2 separate regions of the Danio rerio genome follow, and region 1 is linked to region 2. Evidence: chromatin contacts called from public Micro-C data. All regions are on one chromosome and are shown on one strand. Each heading gives the region's core, a stretch centred on a gene start, on an enhancer-like site or on the middle of the called end of the contact. The rest is flanking DNA. Distances are from core to core; before and after follow the strand shown.

The links. A called contact is a pair of places that touch in the nucleus more often than the background predicts.
Region 1: a Micro-C map of caudal fin shows a contact between it and region 2, with 5 times the contacts expected there. The contact joins two enhancer-like sites. A contact is called at or near these places in 2 of 18 Hi-C or Micro-C datasets (caudal fin and an unstated tissue).

What each region holds. Positions count from the first base shown.
Region 1 is chr3:41,055,993-41,060,127 of GRCz12tu, forward strand. The region is part of intron 2 of ttyh3a (tweety family member 3a); the gene reads right to left. Among named protein-coding and RNA genes, the nearest start is that of ttyh3a, 52 kb to the right of the region's middle. Within about 2 kb of position 1,604, at least 41 of the 62 cell types and tissues checked have an H3K27ac peak or open chromatin away from gene starts, as enhancers often do. A contact at or near this core is called in caudal fin, where this site is marked.
Region 2 is chr3:41,001,526-41,005,525 of GRCz12tu, forward strand. It overlaps ttyh3a (tweety family member 3a), which reads right to left. Exons shown (of 14, transcript XM_679082.10): 11 at 3,610-3,746. Among named protein-coding and RNA genes, the nearest start is that of lfng, 63 kb to the left of the region's middle. Within about 2 kb of position 2,011, at least 3 of the 62 cell types and tissues checked have an H3K27ac peak or open chromatin away from gene starts, as enhancers often do. A contact at or near this core is called in caudal fin, where this site is marked.

The sequences.
Region 1 (4,135 bases), core at 354-2,853, 54 kb after region 2:
AATACTGCTTTTTCCTTTATCTGTATCTTTAACTTTATCAAATTATCATAAAAAATTGGATGATTCTGTATGCATTTTGTTATTTTGTGTGATACTGCATGTTATATTAAGAGGAAACCAGTAAAAACTTCTAATTAAAATTAAAATGCTACAATTTGTATAGACTTAAAATGGTGGACTTGAACACACTTCAAATTTTGTCTTGGTTGTTAAATAGCAGTAAAGTGATGATATAAGAATTCAACTATTCATAATTCTGAAGTTGAATTATTATGTTTGAGATATGCATGTCATTTGCCATTGATAACCTTATTAGAACATTTTTTTCACAGGTAAAATGAGACATTTGTCATTTTCATCATTCCCTCCTGCATTATATAGGCTAGAGTAGTTATACTGACACTGTTAAACATTTATTTCATGCACAACAATGTTCGCTATGAATGCTCTGAATGTCCTCTTGGTAGTAAACAAACAGTGCATCAGTGAACTATACCTTATAAATACAGTAAGTGACAATTTTAACACCATTTGGAGGTGTCCATGTTGCTGAGCAATGTATATAAAACAATGTGAAGGCTTATGCGACCACCTTTACGCTTCTCTCCTGACCTTGAAAATATAATTTGCTAAATCACAGAAAAGCTAAATTAAGATCATGTATAGAGTAGAATCAAGATTGCAATCTTTTTACGAATAATCGTGCAGTCCTAATTTGAGCGATACAGCATATGGGCATTAATGCATATACTTAATATGGCTCATACCTTTAAAAGTTGCTTGTTTAAAAGTCTTAAAGCCTAACCTGTAAAGATGACTGGGATGTGTTGACTTCTGCAAGTGTAATATAACCTCTAAAACTTAAAGCACACAGCTACTCACAGCCAATCACCTGAACTGTTAACAGTTAACAAGAAGCTTTTTTTGTCCACGAAGATTCTTTAGTCCATTTAGTCCAAGTGTTTTTGCACATGTGAGAGCCCCAAACAGAAACACAGTGGTCAGACAATCAATAGCACTCAGTGAAACTCAACACACAGTTGGGCTACTACAACAGCCCTGGGAAAACAGATATGAAAACCAATCGATTGTGCTAACAGCTTTGACCCACCAGAAGAAAAAAACAAAAAAGAAAAGAAAAAAATAGTATTCGGGTCATAAACATACGCTGCCCCACAAACCCACTGAGATTTTTCATTAAAGTTACCTTCTTTTAGAGAACAACCAAAACATCCCACTTAAAGGTTTAGCTGACCAAAAAAATTAATTAGCTAAAAATAAAATAAAAAATAAATAAATAAAATACTATTTACTAAGTGATTCCAAACCTGCTTTTGCTTCTTCCTTCTGTTGAATCCTAAAGATATTTTAAAGGATGTTGAAAAAACTCCCTCACATATTTTTCACCATTGTCAACCTGTTCCCAACATTCGTCCAAATCTGTTTTGCGCTCAATAGAAGAATGAAAATCAAATATTTACACCCGCTTGAAGAGAAGTAAAAGCGAGAACATTTTCATTTTTAGATAAACTCTCTTAACTTGTTGCCTCACCACCAGATGGCGTAACAGTGCAAGCAGCCAATGGGGGTTCTGAATCCCACTCATTCCCATTCCCCACCCTCTCTCACTCAAGTATATCACCCAACTCCATTGTAAAGCACACAATCAGCGGCCACCCTGCTTAGTGGGGTTCTGCGGCCAAACAAAGAGCTATTCACCGCATGACAGGCCTTGCAGCTTTCAGCTAGAGTACGTTTAAGACACATTCCATGCGCTCGCCAGTCTTATTGCTTTCCGATCAAAGTCTAAGTATTTAGATTCACAAATTACATGGATGTGAAGAAGCCATTGTCACTGTGGCTTAACGTAGGAAGGAAGTCGCTTGAGTTGAATCCAATGACAGTCGCTTAGCCTAGCTGTATTTTTTATAAACAAGCAGCTATTTTGTGTGAGATTTATTGGGTTTATGCTGCGGTGTTTGTTCGGGACGTGTTGCGGCTTGAATGTGCAGATCAGGAAGCAGATGTCACCTCGCCGTCCCCCCTGAGGCTGTGGTCATGTGACCCATTAGAGAGGTTTCAGTGGAGTTCCCAGCATTCCTACAACACAGCAAATCTGGATAATCTGCGAGAGCAACGTTAACTAAATACACAAATACACAGTGTAATCCCTCATAGCAGACTCTGGATGACTAGACGGTGTTATGTGGGACATTTCCCATATTGTTTGTAGTAAACAATTCTAATGCTACTTGCGAGTTTACAGTAAAACAAGACAAAACAGTGACTTCACTGAGAAATTATGTGGATGCTGAGGTTCGTTTTTTCCCCCAAGAAGGTTGAAATAAGTTAGTAGTTTGGACACAATGTGTTGTTGGCATTAAGTGATTTTCCTTTTTAAATAGTAAACGAATAATAAAAACATATACTCATGAAAAAAGTCAATGAAGTTCTTTCTTTCTTTCTTTCTTTCATTTTTTTCATTCATTTTCTTGTCGGCTTTGTCCTTTTATTATCACAGCAGAATGAACCGCCAACTTATCCAGCACGTTTTTACACAGCGGATGCCCTTCCAGCCGCAACCCATCTCTGGGAAACCTTCTTTCTTTCTTTTTTTTTACTTTTCTTTTCTTTTCTTTTCTTTTCTTTACCTAGCTGGTGATGGTGTTCATTCGTCTGTCATTCAATTTTGAAAGGTGTTTTATATTTCATTAATATGTTTATATTTAGTATTTATATTATAGAGAGTATATACAGGAATCAGAGAGTGAAAGTCAATAGATTTTAAGACCTTTTTTAAGACTCTTTCCATACATTTTAAGACCTTATAACCACTTTAGGTTTCAACCGGAAACACTGATAAGATTATAACTTACAGTATAATTCCTAATTATTAATGTAAGAAACTAATCCTAAACTAAAACATTATTCATATACTGAATAAAAATCTATTGAATGTAGATAATTTAGCAGGTATGTGCCCAAAGAACTGCAGAAATAATGGTGATGCCTTGATTTCAGCAGTAAACAAAAGCAGCAAGATGTCAAATCTAGCAGGATTTTATTGATTGGATAAACTACAGAGCATCCTGATATTCGCAGATTTAATTTAGGCATGCTCTAGCATACAACCATACTTTGCATAATCAAAAATGATATAAAACTGAATACCCCCTTGCAAAACAGCATTTAAGACTTTAATACTTTAAAGGGCCCTTAATTTCTCTACAATGATTGATCAACTTTTAATACTTTTTAAGACCCCGCGGATACTATGATTATATTTGTACATTCCAAAGTTCTAAATAAAGTGAGAAAAAAAGAAAATCACACATAAACAAGCATTTTTGAGTTTATACGCTAAAATGTAGCTTTTTTAAAATAAAAATTTCCATGTCGTCAAAATAAACCTAATTGATTGAAAATACAACATTTTTGTCATATTGTCCAGCCATAAGTGTGACCACAAAAATATCTCTGCATATTACAGTCAGAATTATTGAATTATTAGTGTTCACAGCCACACTTGTTTACTGAAATTAAGTGGAAACTCACACACAGAAGGCTCAAAGCTCACACACCCCATACAGCAAAATATAATTACTTTAATAACTACACTTAAAGATGGAGAATATACTTAAAAATGTTAGTTGTTAGTTTACATCTCAAACACTTTTACCAGCACAGGAAGACGATGTGTTAGCAGCACATGTATTTACAGTATCACCCATATCTGTCACCTCTTCAAACTATATATGTGAACAAAATGCTCAAAAATGAGCACTTCAAGCAATACTCCACATGCACTCATATCAAACTTTTATTGTATATTGAAATAAACAATACTCCCTTACTGGCAGTTCATTCCACTGTGGCAACTTCTTATAAAGAATGTCGAAAGGAAAGTGAGATATGGCACTGTCTTAACATATTGCTATATATGAGCAACATCACACTCGTAGCAGTGAGATTTGGCTGTATATCGGCTCTGGTGGAATGCGTGACTTGGCCTGAGACCACAGGTCAAGTGCCTTAGTGTTCCACCAGTGATGATATAAAACCATACCGCACTGTTACGAGTGTGATATTGCATTTATACAACAGTTTGACGACATAATCGTGTATATATAAAAGA
Region 2 (4,000 bases), core at 761-3,260:
ATAAATGAGAAAACAGCCTTTAACCCTGGTGTACAATCAAAAAACCTTGTTATAATGGAAGATGGGGGAAAACAGCCTCTAATATAATGAAAAGTTAGTTAATTTGAACAATATGCAAGGGTTAAACGCATGTAGTTCCTTTAGACTAAAACAAAACCACACACAATTTTTGAGCCCAAAAGAGACACTCAAAACTGTGCATGTTTTTGCCTTCAGTGTCTCTCATTGTTCTTTTAAAACAAGCCCAAAGTCATGCAACTTGTAAATTGCTGAGAAGCGGCCCGACTGAGAGCGTGAGACGTGAATGCTGTTGGAGTGGGAATTGGTGTTAAACTGGTGGTTAGCACTGTTGGAAACTGCAGAGAGCAAAACACAGACGAGATGCGTAAGAAAAGAGATATTGTCATCCATGAAATACTAGCAGTTGATTAACAGCAGCACCTTTTTAAGAGATTCATCAGAGAAAGAAAGAAAGAAAGAAAGAAAGAAAGAAAGAAAGAAAGAAAGAAGAAAAGAATCAGAGCTCAATTTAAGCCATAATTACAGTTTAATAACTTACAAAAACTGGGAAGAAATCATGAATCATTCAGACACTGAGGGCTTTGTCCAACAGCGCATGAATAAATGCTCTGTGATTTTCTGTATGAAAGCATCAGGGGGGTCTCTGAACAGCAGAGGGCGATCTCCGATCAAAAGAGCACATCAAGTCCACACACAAACACGAGGGAGCCATTCTAATTCACATGATTCAATTCAGCAGGCAGATTGAACAAGACATCATGCTGTAATCCACTCTTCCATATTTACACTTCAGAGGAAAGGCCAGGCTTGGAAAACCGGCGATCGCTGCAAATTGTGCTGAAATGTTTGGCTGGTCAACTGCATGGTATGGAAACCTTATATACCTGCTAGACATGCGGATGATCCTGTCCCATACAGCTACCATTGCACGGCTCAAAGATAGTAGTGCAATGTAGTGTAGTGTGCAATTTAATACAATTGCCTCTAGGAGTCGCCAACGGAAATAAAACAAACATACACAAGAAATGCACGTACGCCAGACATGAAGTTGGCGTGGACCAATGCATTCTCACGTTCATTTCATCGTTAGTAAATCCAAATGTGAGTGTGAAATCTGGCGTACGCAAAGTTTTTGTGCATACGCAGCGTTAATACATAAGGCCCCTGATCTTTTGAAAGGAATTAGCAATTTCTTCTCAACTTTTTTTCTTTTCCAACCTGGTTATTGTATTGCTCAAATGACACGTCAAACAGTGACTGGTGTTTCTGCCAAATTTATAATAATTTCTTAATCATTTTTGGGTCCAAATAGTATGAAAATAAGCACTTTTAACTTCCCCGTCCTCCCGCTGGCCTGCAGATATTCAAACTAGTGGATGCTGCTCTCTCATTGGCTGTAGGTGATCGCTGATGTTATTTTCAATCAGAACACATTCCACACAGCATGGTTTTGAATTGCCGACAGCACCAGATGATTCTCTCAGATTGCGTCTTTGATAGTTCACACTGTGTTTGTTACTCACGTGAACGAGCACCGATTCGCTTGAGCTTTGTCAGCAATTTCTCAAAACCAAGTAGGTGAATCAAAATAGGTGCTAAAATCATGCAGTCTGATCTCGGCATACAAGTTAACAGATAGAGCTTTATGATTACATTTGACTCAAGTAACTGCAATTTGACCAGCGGGAAAGGAATAAAGATGTACTGAATAGCATAGCCATTACAACAGGCAAAAAGTGTGAAACAACGTGTTAAAAAACATGATACAGTATAGAAAAACTACATTTTGATAAATGGGCACTAAACTACGAAAAATCCTTCATATTTCATGACTTTGATGAAAAAAAAAATCCATTAATTTTAATGTCTGGAATTAAAATTCAATGAAATTCCTTAACTCGTGGGAACCCTGCATGACATATTACCAGTTGAGCGAAAGCCTGGAAAATACCTGCTGTAATGACTCCATGATTCACTAACAGCCTGTTCTCCTGCTTCTGCTGAACTATGATTGGATTATATAGGAACAGAAATAGAATGAAGTGAATCTGGACAGCCTGACGGTGAACAGAGGGAGGAAAATAAACATTGACAGGACAGCCTGATCTCACGAGGAACCGTGAGAACTATTTTACATTTTGTCAGTTTAATAGCTAACTTCTACAATGGCTAACTCCTGGCGTGTTGTCGCGGGGGCACTTCAGATCATTTTGGAAGGGCACTTTCTATTTAAGACTAAAAAGGGCATGCGCACTGCACAGGTTGAGCCCTATGTGTGCATGTGCCTGGGTAAAAGTAATTTATTAGATTACTGAAAAAAAACTATATATATATATATATATATATATATATATATATATATATATATATATATATCACTGTTATTACCACCACTGATCATCGTCACAGCTACTTTTGCTTTTTTTTTTTTTTATTTAAATTTTTTTTATCAATTAAGACACAGCAAGTGATATTAAATTAGTGCTGTGACCTACATATATGCCACTTTCCATCAAGGTCATCAGTAAAACAGCTTTTATAAGGTATCACTGATGTGAAAAATATTCCTTGCACATAAAAATTCATGCATTGACTTTCACATATTGCTAAATATTTCCCACCAGTCCACCCCGTTAACAAAATCATCATCCGCCTCCACATTACACTGCCTGCCACAGCTTGCCCAAACTCATATTCAGAAACTGCTAATTATCCATAATGAAGAGGTAGAGCGAGTAGAGGAGTATCATGAGACACGCTTATGAATGTGATAACTGTATAATATGCTTAAGCTGGCGTCTTTGTCCTTTCTATCTCTTCCAGTGTAATCCTGTCTGCCTGATGCAAGCCTGTCCTGGGACAGCAGCCGCATGGGTCCAGGCCAAAGTCATTATATTGTATGTAATTACGCCAGCAACTACTATAATGAACATTTAGAAAGAAGAAAGGAAACAAAGAAAAATGGAAAGAGCCGGAAGGATGCAGTCCATTCCATGGAGTTCTTGAGCGATGATCTGTCGTCATATCAATGTCACACACAAACATATCACTAAACACTTTCACCCTTGTTTTTATCTTTGGTTTAGACATCCTGAGTGAAGTCAGCTACAAAAAAAGGAGTTTGTTGTACTGAATGAACAACACTTGCACAGGACAAGTTTTGTGAAAAATTATCTAAAATGCAAAGTCAGACAATACATATTCTCATTCATAAATTCAATTAAGTGATCTAATGATAGGAATATATAAGTGTATAATTAGAAACACTGTTTGGTGGTAAGTTAGGACTATTCTAAAGACTTCTGCGTCGGGCTATCAGCGTGACCCACGCCGCATGCCTTGCACGTAGCCGCAGCAGTTCTGTTTAAGGCGATCGTGCTACCCACTGCGCCACCGTGTCGCCCCCCTTTACAGTTGTATTACTTTGAAAATCTATTAAATATTATTTGGCCACTTTGTTTGAAATCTACAACCTTCCAAAGTCGATAAGATTTGGCACTACTGAACTGAGCTGAATAATAATCATTTAATCTTTTACAGTGCTTCTATGCAGCACAAATTAAATTCATTTCATTTTACAGATCGTACCTTTTGCCGTGCCATGTGTGCGGCACACTGCAGATGACCGAGGTGAACATGAGAGCTGTGATGAAGGAGAAGAGCACCAAGTAGATCAGACCCTCCAGTCCGTCGTAACACACGCCAGTCAGTGCCTGCACATAATCCTGCAGAAACACAGACACGCTGCATCAAACACAAGCGCTGCACAAACTGTTATTAAAGGCTTCAAGATTCTCTCGCTGGATGCACAAAAGTAGTGAAAATGAAGACAGAATAATTTAGTGCGAACATGTTTGTGTGAAGTGTCACTTTAAATGTCATATAAATGTCACACATACAGTAGAACAATTAGTCATCAAAAAATGCTAGAATATAAAAAAAGGGATTCAAACAATTCACAAAGTCTTATTCACAATTG